Linked DNA regions of Sus scrofa: region 2 is linked to region 1. Evidence: chromatin contacts called from public Hi-C data. All regions are on one chromosome and are shown on one strand. The core of a region is the stretch at or near the end of the contact, and the rest is flanking DNA. Distances in the headings are between cores, read along the strand shown. Region 1 holds the start of EPC1 (enhancer of polycomb homolog 1). Region 2 holds the start of LOC102166590 (putative methyltransferase NSUN6).

Region 1 (5,145 bases), core at 2,151-4,650:
TAACTATTTAAAATCTGAATTCCAAAACATACCTTCCCTCCCCACACAGTTCTAAAGATCTTAAAAACTACATTATGTAATTGGTTCACAATTTGATTTGCTTCTAGAGACTCCTATTACTACCAAAGTTCATTCAGGAAGTTCCTGCAGCTGTGTCACAGGTTGCAACTGTGGCGAGGTTCAATTTCTGGCCTGGGAACTTTCACCTGCTGCAAATGTGGCAGGAAAAAAAAAAAAAAAAAAGCTTATTCAAAGGATTCCCCATCATTGATTTGGTCTGATTTTTAAATTTTTCTAAGTCTTAGAATCTAAGAAATTGAACATGTTGTTTCTGCCCACGTGTGTCCAGGATTTGGACTGCTAATAACAAGTTAGTAAATTCAAGAAGATTAACTGGTTTTATTCCAATCAGAGTAGTTAACTTCTAGCCTTAATAATGTTTTGCCTCATTTGTTTAAAAAAAATTGTTAATTGAACCTTGTTCAACTCATATGAAATGTGAGGTTTTTTGATCAATTCTACTGAAGAGAGAAGCACAAAACTGAGGCAAAGAGTAGCCTGAATTCTTTCTTTTGATTTTACCAATAATGTGTCGGATCTAAGATATTTGTATCTTACTCCTATTTATTTATGGACTAAGTCTTAATCAGTGGCTATAACCACAATGGGGATTTTAAAAAATACAATACCAAAACACTGTGACACACTATGTAAATTCAAAATTAGCATGGAGTTTTTTCTCCACTTCCCCACTGCTTCCTTGCATTGTACCATCACCCAAACCTCCAAACTCTTAACTTCCAATATTTTACTTTCTGAAGAAAATCCCTTGCTTGGATGTCAAATTCCTTTCCATAGCTTACAAATTTCAGCAAGATGTCACTACCTGTTTGACCTCCTCTGACATCATTTTCCCTTTCTCTCAACATGCTGCATGGCCATGGGCCTCATTTTACTTCCTGGAACACTCCAAGCTCCATTCAGTCTCAGGGCCTTTGCACATGCTATAAGCAGTTCCTTGTCTGTTATTTCTCTTGTATTTTTCAAGTCAGGCTCCTACTCATCCTCCAAGTCTAGCCTTAATTCCATGTGCTTAGAAACAACTTTCCTTACCACCTTATCTATGTGTTTCCCCTCTCTGTTATTCTGAAAGATTTTGCTGTTTATTTCTTAGTAGCAATTACAATTTGCAATTATGTATTTGTTTACTGACTTGTTTCTCTCTTTCCACTAGACTGTGAGTTTCATGAAGGAGATAAACTTCCTGCTTGTCCAGCACCCAGCTACTCTATAAACTCTCAAGAACTATTGGAATAAACCTGAAATTATTTATCCTGTGTCTTTTGGTGATATTTTTTTCCAAAATATCTCACCTTACATTTTATCTTTACCAAAATGAATGTTGTTCACATCATGTATTTCATGACTACTGTCTCAAAATATCTGAAGAAAATTCTGCTGTAGGGAAGTATGTAACTAGAAATATGCCTATTGTGGAAAATGCACAGAATAGCCTAATCTATAGGTTATAAAAGTATATATATTCATGTACATCCATATACACATATGAATGTACATATATAATTACCTATGTATAATTGTGTGTGTGTGTGTGTGTGTGTGTGTATACACATACGAATCCATGTGTATATTTAAGGGTGGGTTGAAGGGATGGGAGAGAAAAGGACAGAGCTCAGGTGATGGAAAGACAAAATAGTACATAGTGAAATTGGCCCCTAGCAACTTTTTTCTGTTGGAAGGAAAACTGCTTAAAATTTTCTTTTCTTGGGAATTTTAGTCTATTCTCTTCATTAGAGGACTTCTTAAGGATGTTTTCCTGATTATAATCACATAAATGTTATTGAAATTTACTCTCATCCGGTAACTACTGATGAGATTACAAAATAAAAAAAAAATAGTTCACTCTCAAAAATGTCCAGATTTAGACAATAAATTAGTCCCCCAACCATAGTTCTTCTAAGAATGTTACCTATTAAATGCTAGGCAGAGATAGAAATACCAGAAGGGGTGTGTGTGTGTGTGTGTGTGTGTGTGTGTGTGTGTGTGTGTGTGTGTGTGTAGGGGTGGGGGAGGGGTCCATAGAAGGCAAATACTTGCCCACTCCTTTCTTTGGCCAGTTCCTTTGAACCCCTTTTTACCCCTGGCTCCCTAGAAGTGTGGCTGGCCAACAAGTTTATACCGAATGTGTTCTATTAACACACCCATGCGGAATTTGACACATTTTGATATTTGCTGATTGGGTGGCTTTACATTTACAATCAACTACACTGCTGCATTCATTTCACATTGATTCTTTTTTTTTTTTTTTTTAAGTTTTCGACTTCATTTTTATTTGAAAGCCCAGCTGCAACCACCAAATACCTGACTCAGCTCCCAACTAGACACACAGCATCAAATTTCCCAGCCCACTTAATTTGAAAGCCTGCCAAGATAGGTGAAAGACCTTATAAATATGTAAAGCAGGAAGTTCAAATTACAGTCAAGTAAATCTCTAGTGATTGATATTCTTTCCAAAACAATTTTTTAAAAAGACTAATAAAAAAGCAGCACATTTCTAAGAAATCCCTCCCCCCCTTACCAAAAGCTTCACCGACTTCAGCCTGGACAATGTACTTTTAGTACTGTATTTATTTTGGATTTTTACCACTTCCTGGAGGCCGGGAGGAGCCACAGTGGGAGGATCCAAAAAAATTCAGTACCACAGCCATTTTGTTTGTAAGGCTGAGTGGTAGAAATCTGTCAGCCAGTAAAGGTTTCTGAAACAATTTTTAAGAAGGGGGGTGGGGGGAAAAAAGGATGCCTATTGTTTTTTGAGTGTAACGGTTAAAATCATTATTTTATTTGTATTTCCTGCACCAACGGCAGTTGTTACGGCTAACCAATTCTTTTTTTTTTTTTTTTTAAAGGAGTTTTTTTTTTTTTTAAGCTCCCTGAGCTGAAAACGGTGTGAATTTTGTGCATGGCTTTTCCGGGTACCTTCAGGCTATCCAATCAAATATGTTTCGATAGAATTCATTTTTCAACGGCCACATTTGTATCCAAATTAGACATCGACGTTTGTGAATGACAATCTGCTTAAGAAGAGCGTGCTAGTTAGTCCCTAAAAACCCATAAGCAAGAAAGAAGCGTGTTCCCTAGGCCATCAAAGGGGCCTTTTTGCGAGCTCGCAGGCAGTCGTGGGCGCTATTGTTTTGCAGTGTCACTTCAGAGCGAGCTCAGACTTTGTCATTTGGGTGGCTGTGTTTTTAAAAGCCCAGTGTAAAATGGCACTCACACTGCATTTTTTTCCGAGCTGCAGGAGGCGGGGGCAGCGGGGGGATAGTGCAGACTGTGGGGACGCTGGCCTCCCAGCCAATCAGAGCCCGCCTGCTCGCCATCGCAAAGTTGTTAACCCCAGAGTCTTCTGGCTGCCGCTGCCTCCTCTGCTTTGAATCTTCCGTGGATATTTCTCCGATTTTTCCCAAACGCCCACAGATCTTGGGGAAGCCACCCCATTCAGCCATCGACCATGGAAGAAAGTCTGACTTTTTCTTTCCCAAATATTTTAAAAGATGTTGGAAGCTCCATATGCTGCCTGGAGGCTGTTGTTTCTAGAGACACAAGTATCCAGCCTATATTGTTACAATGCTTTTTCCAGGACTGGCTTCTTCTTTGCCTCCACGAATGGTAAGTTTGTAATTTTAAACATTTTTGTCCTTACGTCTTGGAAGGAGCCACTCAGATTTTTAAGAAAGGATTTTCATTGTGTTTCTTCTCACAAAAGCAATCTTTGTATTTTTTCTTTAGCTTTGATCTCTGCACATTTCCACCTAATCTTGTCTGGTTAAATTTTACTGAAAGAAAGAAATTGGTTTTTTGTTTTTTGTTTTTTCAGCCTGTGATTCAAGCTAAATATTTCTAATATAAATTATACTTTAATTATTGCGAGCTAAGGGGAACTCAGCTATTTCAAGATGGACTTGTTTTGTGCCAGCAATGTTGGTGATGCCAAATATGTGCATATCCTCTTTATAAAAATTATGTATTACCTAATTTGTCCAGGACTAAATGATCAGCAGGCAAACTAGGGATGTAGTTTGGTTTTGTGTTGTTTTAAATAGGCCTATTGTGGTTTTCTTGATGGATTACTTGGATACAAACTACAGAAAAGCTGCCCTTGGTATAATGAAGGTGGAGATTGACATAACCGGGTTTATATTAAGTTATGGCTGTTACTAAATAGTGGATCTTTTATTTGCTGATCAGATCTAAACTTGGGTTCCATGATAGTCATTCTCTGTAGCCCCTCATTAGGTAATCTTTGCAGATCCTGTTTTTCTCCAAAAAAGGTACATTGGGGAGACATTTTGTAATTTTTGGCATTTTTCTAAAATTTTTTTTTTTTCTTTTTGCCCACGGTGGGAGATCTTTTTTGTTTTGCATTGATCTGTGTTGGTGGCGCTGTAGCTCTCCTCAACAATTTATGTCAGTTTCACTAAAAGAAAAAAGGAGGAAAAAAAAAAGAGGTGGGGCAAGATTTGATCTATTATCTTCTCCCTTTATTTCCTTAAAGAAAGTTCGATTTGGTGCGAGGAAATTATTCAGTTTGTGTTATTTTAATGTTTTCTGCGAACTGTGAACTGTGAGTGAGAACAGACATGTCGTCACAACCCGTCCAGGAGCAGCAGGGACGGGCATGCAGTTTGCAGTTGTGTTTTATCTGATCTGATTATCTCTAGATCAAAATTTCTTCCATAATAAGCTGTCAGTTTACTCTCTCTTTCCTCAGAAACGTCTTGCATTTTCCTTCTCTCACAATACCATCCGTGCTTATGTCTTCTTTCTAACAAAATGTTGGAGTTTTAGTTCACTGAACATTGTAAAAGTTGAATTTCATTTTGAACCTAGGGATTTCTTAAATAAGTATTCTAAGTTTCTCCTGGGAATTTTCTAGGTAATAATGCCTACATTGTTGTTTGTTTTATTTCAAAGTGATATTTTGGTTGAATTTATGTGTTTCCTTGTTTGAAAAGAGCAAGTATTTTTGAATGAGATAATTTTTTTAAGAATCTGTGTACCACTGCTTTTAAATTTAAAGATATTGGTATTCATGTATTTAAATGCAGGGTAAATCTTTTCCATCTT
Region 2 (4,842 bases), core at 1,008-3,507, 72 kb before region 1:
GACTATACCCTGCCTCCCAGAATCTTCATAAACCAACTGCCAATCTAATAATCCACTAGCTTAAAAATATTACTACTTTCTCAAGGTCTTTTTTTTTTTTTAACTAAATATTCCATCACCTTTGAAGGGGTGGTTTTTCTTCTTGTAAAATTATAAAGTTGGTTTGAGACAGAAGTGGTGTCAAAGAAAGAATTTGATTCCTCTTTTATAAAACAATGTTAACCATTTTAAAAATTACTGGGGGAGTTCCCATCGTGGCGCAGTGGTTAACGAATCCGACTAGGAACCATGAGGTTGCGGGTTCCGTCCCTGCCCTTGCTCAGTGGGTTAACGATCCGGCGTTGCCGTGAGCTGTGGTGTAGGTTGCAGACGCGGCTCGGATCCCGAGTTGCTGTGGCTCTGGCGTAGCTCCGATTCAACCCCTAGCCTGGGAACCTCCATATGCCGCGGGAGCGGCCCAAGAAATAGCAACAATAACAACAACAACAAAAAAGACAAAAGACAAAAAAAAAAAAAAATTTAAAAATTACTGGGGGAAAAAAAAACTGATGAATGCCTCTCTTTATCTAGATACACTCCTCATACTTGAAGTTCTTTGAAATTGAGATACTTTCTCTTTCCATACTGTCTTGACCCTTAACGAAATCTTGGGAAATAAATGTAGAAATTAAATCCACAAGTCACGGCTACACCTTTGAAAATGAGTAACAATAATGACGCTTTACTTTGGATAGACAACCAAAGATTGGAAAATACAAACCTGCCTACAGGCAGGATGGTAAGGTGGAAAGACCACGAGCTTGGCAATCAAAGACAATCAACATTCACTGTGCACTTCTGGCTAGGCCCTGCCAGCACCACACACAAGGAACATTTGCTGAGGGCTTAGTATGCGCCAAAACGATGCTAGGTGCTTGCACTTAATGATTACTCCTTAAAACAACCTTGGAAATTTACTACTGTTAACCGTCCTCAAATTTCACAAAGGAAATCAAGGTTAAGTGAAATTTCCTCAAAGCCCTGGGCCACAAATCGGGGAGCAGGGGGTTCCCACATCTAGCCCTTTTCCCATTGAACCTGAGCGCTGTGCCTTCAGATTCCAACACTAACAGGAGAGGAGCGTCAATTTGATTCAGTAACGTCTCCTTCGACCCTCGGTTCTCTGAGCTATGAAAATGGGAAGGCAGTCTCTTCCCCAAAAAAAGACTGCTAAGATCCAGACGTAAAGGTCTGCTGTCCACTACACTCCAATTAAAAAAAAAAAAAAAAAAAAAATGTGAAAACGTGAAGGTCTGCAAATGACCTAGCACACGTACTGACATTTCAGAAAAACTCACCTAAGTTAACTATACTTCAATAAAAAAAATTTTTTTAAAAGCACTCACTGAAATTATAGTACCTCTTCCACCTGAGGTCCAGCTCAGGCGCTGAACGTGCACAGGTGTTTCTTCCCCACAGGATTTAAAAGCTCTAGAGAACAGGAATCTTTTTCTGCTCATCCTTATAACCTCTCCGGTGCACGCCTACCACTAGGCACAAAAACGCTTTTTCCCCTCCCTTCTTTCTCGGTCCTAAGCGTTAAAACATACACCCTATTCACTTCCTAGCATGCAAAGCATTAGTTCAATAACTGCACAAAGATATTAGCATTTATTCTACCTTAAGAAAGACCAGCAGTAAGAAAAAACGGCTGTAAACATTTGATTTCTAGATTTTTCTACTTCTCCATGAATTTTCGCAAATATTATGTAACTTGTTTGACCTACCTTCTCATTCAGAAAGCCCGCTTTAAGATAGTTTTCAAGTCTCAACGTTATTATAGGGAAAACAGACATGTTCCTATCGCTTAGTACTCCTCCTCCAAGAGAAATGCCAGTGGTTTTTCTCTCCGAATTATAACAAACGTATGGGCGCTGAATCCCCCGCACCGCCGGGACCCCAGCGCCCCGCTCGCGCCAGGTTCACGCTGGAAACGCGGAGGAACCTCCAAGGTTTCTCTAACTCAGCCAGTTTAGAGCGGCGTCTGAGCGGCTTCTCACCTGCCCTGAACACGACCTAGGTCCCACTTTAGCAACGCTCACGGAAATCACTACGCGGCCACGCCACTCAGGTTGCAGAAGGGGAAAAAAGCCGTGCGGAGTGAATCCTCTCCAAACTAGATAGAGCAGGAAACCAGGCTGACGCAAACTCAGACAAACCCAACTTATGCTTCTTCCAAAACCGCGCTCTCAGCGTCTCTGGAGAAAGCCGCTTCTGGAATGCGTCACTTCCGGCGACGCGTCCCTCCCCTCCTTCCCCTGCTCGCCAATCCACAGCCGTCAATTGCCGCTACGTCACGTCTCCGGAGCTTCCCAGCTCCGCCTACGGTGCGTCCACGTGCAGCAAGACTGGCTGGGCGGGGCTTTAGGAGGAGGTGGGGCGCTGCCCAGGAGAGTAAACAGACTGAGAGTAAACTCCTGGGCGGGGAGAGCTGGACGCCGGGGCAGGTGGGGAGGGTTGAGTCCTGGGGGCCTGAATTAGGTGAGGGGTCAGTTACCTGCTAGGTGAACGGATGAAAACCAGAGTTTATTTGGACTTAGCAGCCACTCTTTGATTTTAGTAAACTACCTTGCTTCTCTTAGGCTCGCTGATCTGCCTTCAGCTGTGAATAAACAACATTAGTCAAATTTATAACAGGTGGGTTAATGGTATTTCAATATCCATGAGTGCTCCGGTGAAACTAAAACGCAGAGGCGGTTTTTACAATTAGTTGAATAAAGCTAACAGTTACCTGTATGGTAGTTGATTTATACTTTAAAAGTCTCGGAGACCTTTGGCGTAATTTTGTGTTACAGAGAAGGAAAGATTCAAAGGGAGAAGAGACCTAAAGAAAGTTTCCTATGATTGAACAGGAAAATAAAAATAATCCTCCTGTCTCTGAGAATTAGTGTTTTTTGCAGCTACCACAGTAATTAACACGGTAGTAATAACTGCAGAGAAAGTTTGTTTTTTGCTTTTTATTTTTAGAGTCGCACTCTCAGCGTATGGAAGTTCCCAGGCTAGGGGTAGAATCCGAGCTACAGCTGATGGCCTACTCCACAGCCACAGCAACAGGAGATCTGAGCTGCATCTGTAACCTACACCACAGCTCACAGCAACACTGGATCCTTAACCCACTGACCAAGGCCAGGCATCCTCATGGATCCTAGTCAGTTCGTTAACCGATGAGCCACAACGGGAACTCCAGGAAAAGTTTTTTCTTAAGTCTTTAAATCTCACACGGAGATGTTTTTTAAAGTGTATTGCTGGAGTTCCAGGTGTGGCTCAGCAGGTTACAAACCCCATTAGGACCCATGAGGATGTGGGTTCAATCCCTGGCTTCACTCAGTGAATTAAGGATCCAAGGTTGCTCTGAGCTGTGGTGTAGGCCGACAGCTGTAGCTGGGATTGGACCCCTATCCTGGGAACTTCCATGTGCCAAGGGTGCGGCCCTAAAAAGCAAAAAAAAAAAAAAGTATTATACGTATTTTCTATGATACACCAGCCAGGTTCTATAGAAAATACTTTCACTTACAGACATTATTCAACTCAGCAGCTCTGGAGAGTGGTTATCATTATCTTTTTAACAAATGAGTAAAAGCAAACTCCCAGAGCTGAAATAACTCTCAGAGCCTGAACAGGAGGAGAGGGTAGGAGCAATCTACAAAAGGAGGGGACATGCACCCCTACGTCACCCACCACAGTTGTACCCATGCTTCTCCCTCAGCTCACATCTACAGCTCTGGGGACTCCTGTACTACCTGCTGAACAAGAAGAAAAGTTTACAGATTGCTTTCATATTGGTTGCCTAGGTATATGGGTAGAAGACAAAACTAGATTGTAGCTGGACTCTAGTCATAGTTAGGGGGGTCTTGAATGACCGTGTCAAAGAAGATTTTCCCCTAATGAGAGAATCTGTGAGCAGTGTATCTGCTTACCCATTGGGCATGGAGGAAGTGGCTCAAAATGAGAATGGACATGGACTCCTGGGTGGCAGCTCTGCCTGCCGATCAAGGGCATGGAAGAAAATAGAAAGGCCAGAGACAAGATCTTGGATAGAGGCATGTGTGTAGACAGAAGGCACCCACCACTGAGGAAGCCCTGAACAACTTAGTGGACAAAACGATTCAGCCCATTGATGTTAGTCACCCTTTGTCTTCAGCTACCCCTGGCCTGGCACTATGGGCACGTGAAAAAAGTGGTCACAGTGGCACTCAAATAACTACACAGTTACACTACATGAATGCTAACATGAAGTTCCTCGTCACTCTTAACTTACCTTTGTAGCCCCAGCCTTAGCATACATTAAGCACTTGGTAAATATTTAAGGATAAATAAATGAATGAATACGTGTAATTTATAATTCCTATCCAGCAAATAGTTATTTAGGGTCAGTAAGCAAGAAGCATTGTGTTGGGTACTTAGGCACAGCAGCCAGAGAAACCACAGTCAACTGACCTCGTAGAGTCCATGGTCTCTTTTGGGAGGAGAAAAAATGAATAAGCAGTTAAAGATATGACGAATGTTAAAACTGGGGAAATATGGGGTGTAAGGAACAGGAAACAGTAAGAAAATCTAATTTAATTTAATCTAAAATGAATCAAAGAGCACAAAAAAACTCCCAGAAAGGAGAAAGGGGCTCCAAGAAGCAATGGTTACATGAAAACCAAAAAATGGATTAGCCAGGCAGGCGTTGTGAGGGACACTGGGGGAGGAGAGGGAAAAGGGCCAAGATGAGAATGTTCCAGGCAGGAAGAACTGTCATGTGCAAAATTGGTATATAGTATATGAAGGATTGAGAGGCAAGAAAATAGTTTAGAGAGA

Evidence for each region. A called contact is a pair of places that touch in the nucleus more often than the background predicts.
Region 2: a contact with region 1 is called in a Hi-C map of liver, with 2.2 times the contacts expected there. The contact joins the promoter of LOC102166590 here to the promoter of EPC1 in region 1. A contact is called at or near these places in 1 of 5 promoter capture datasets (liver), 1 of 47 Hi-C or Micro-C datasets (liver) and 1 of 2 datasets of contacts at active chromatin or transcription factors (alveolar macrophages).

What each region holds. Positions count from the first base shown.
Region 1 is chr10:42,945,114-42,950,258 of Sscrofa11.1, reverse strand. It overlaps EPC1 (enhancer of polycomb homolog 1), which reads left to right and starts at 3,400. Exons shown (of 14, transcript XM_021064807.1): 1 at 3,400-3,687. The coding sequence starts at 3,646. LOC106505154 (a long non-coding RNA gene) reads right to left here and starts at 3,269. Exons shown (of 3, transcript XR_001299281.2): 1 at 2,600-3,269.
Region 2 is chr10:43,016,262-43,021,103 of Sscrofa11.1, reverse strand. LOC102166590 (putative methyltransferase NSUN6) reads right to left here and starts at 2,257. Exons shown (of 11, transcript XR_002336341.1): 1 at 2,040-2,257.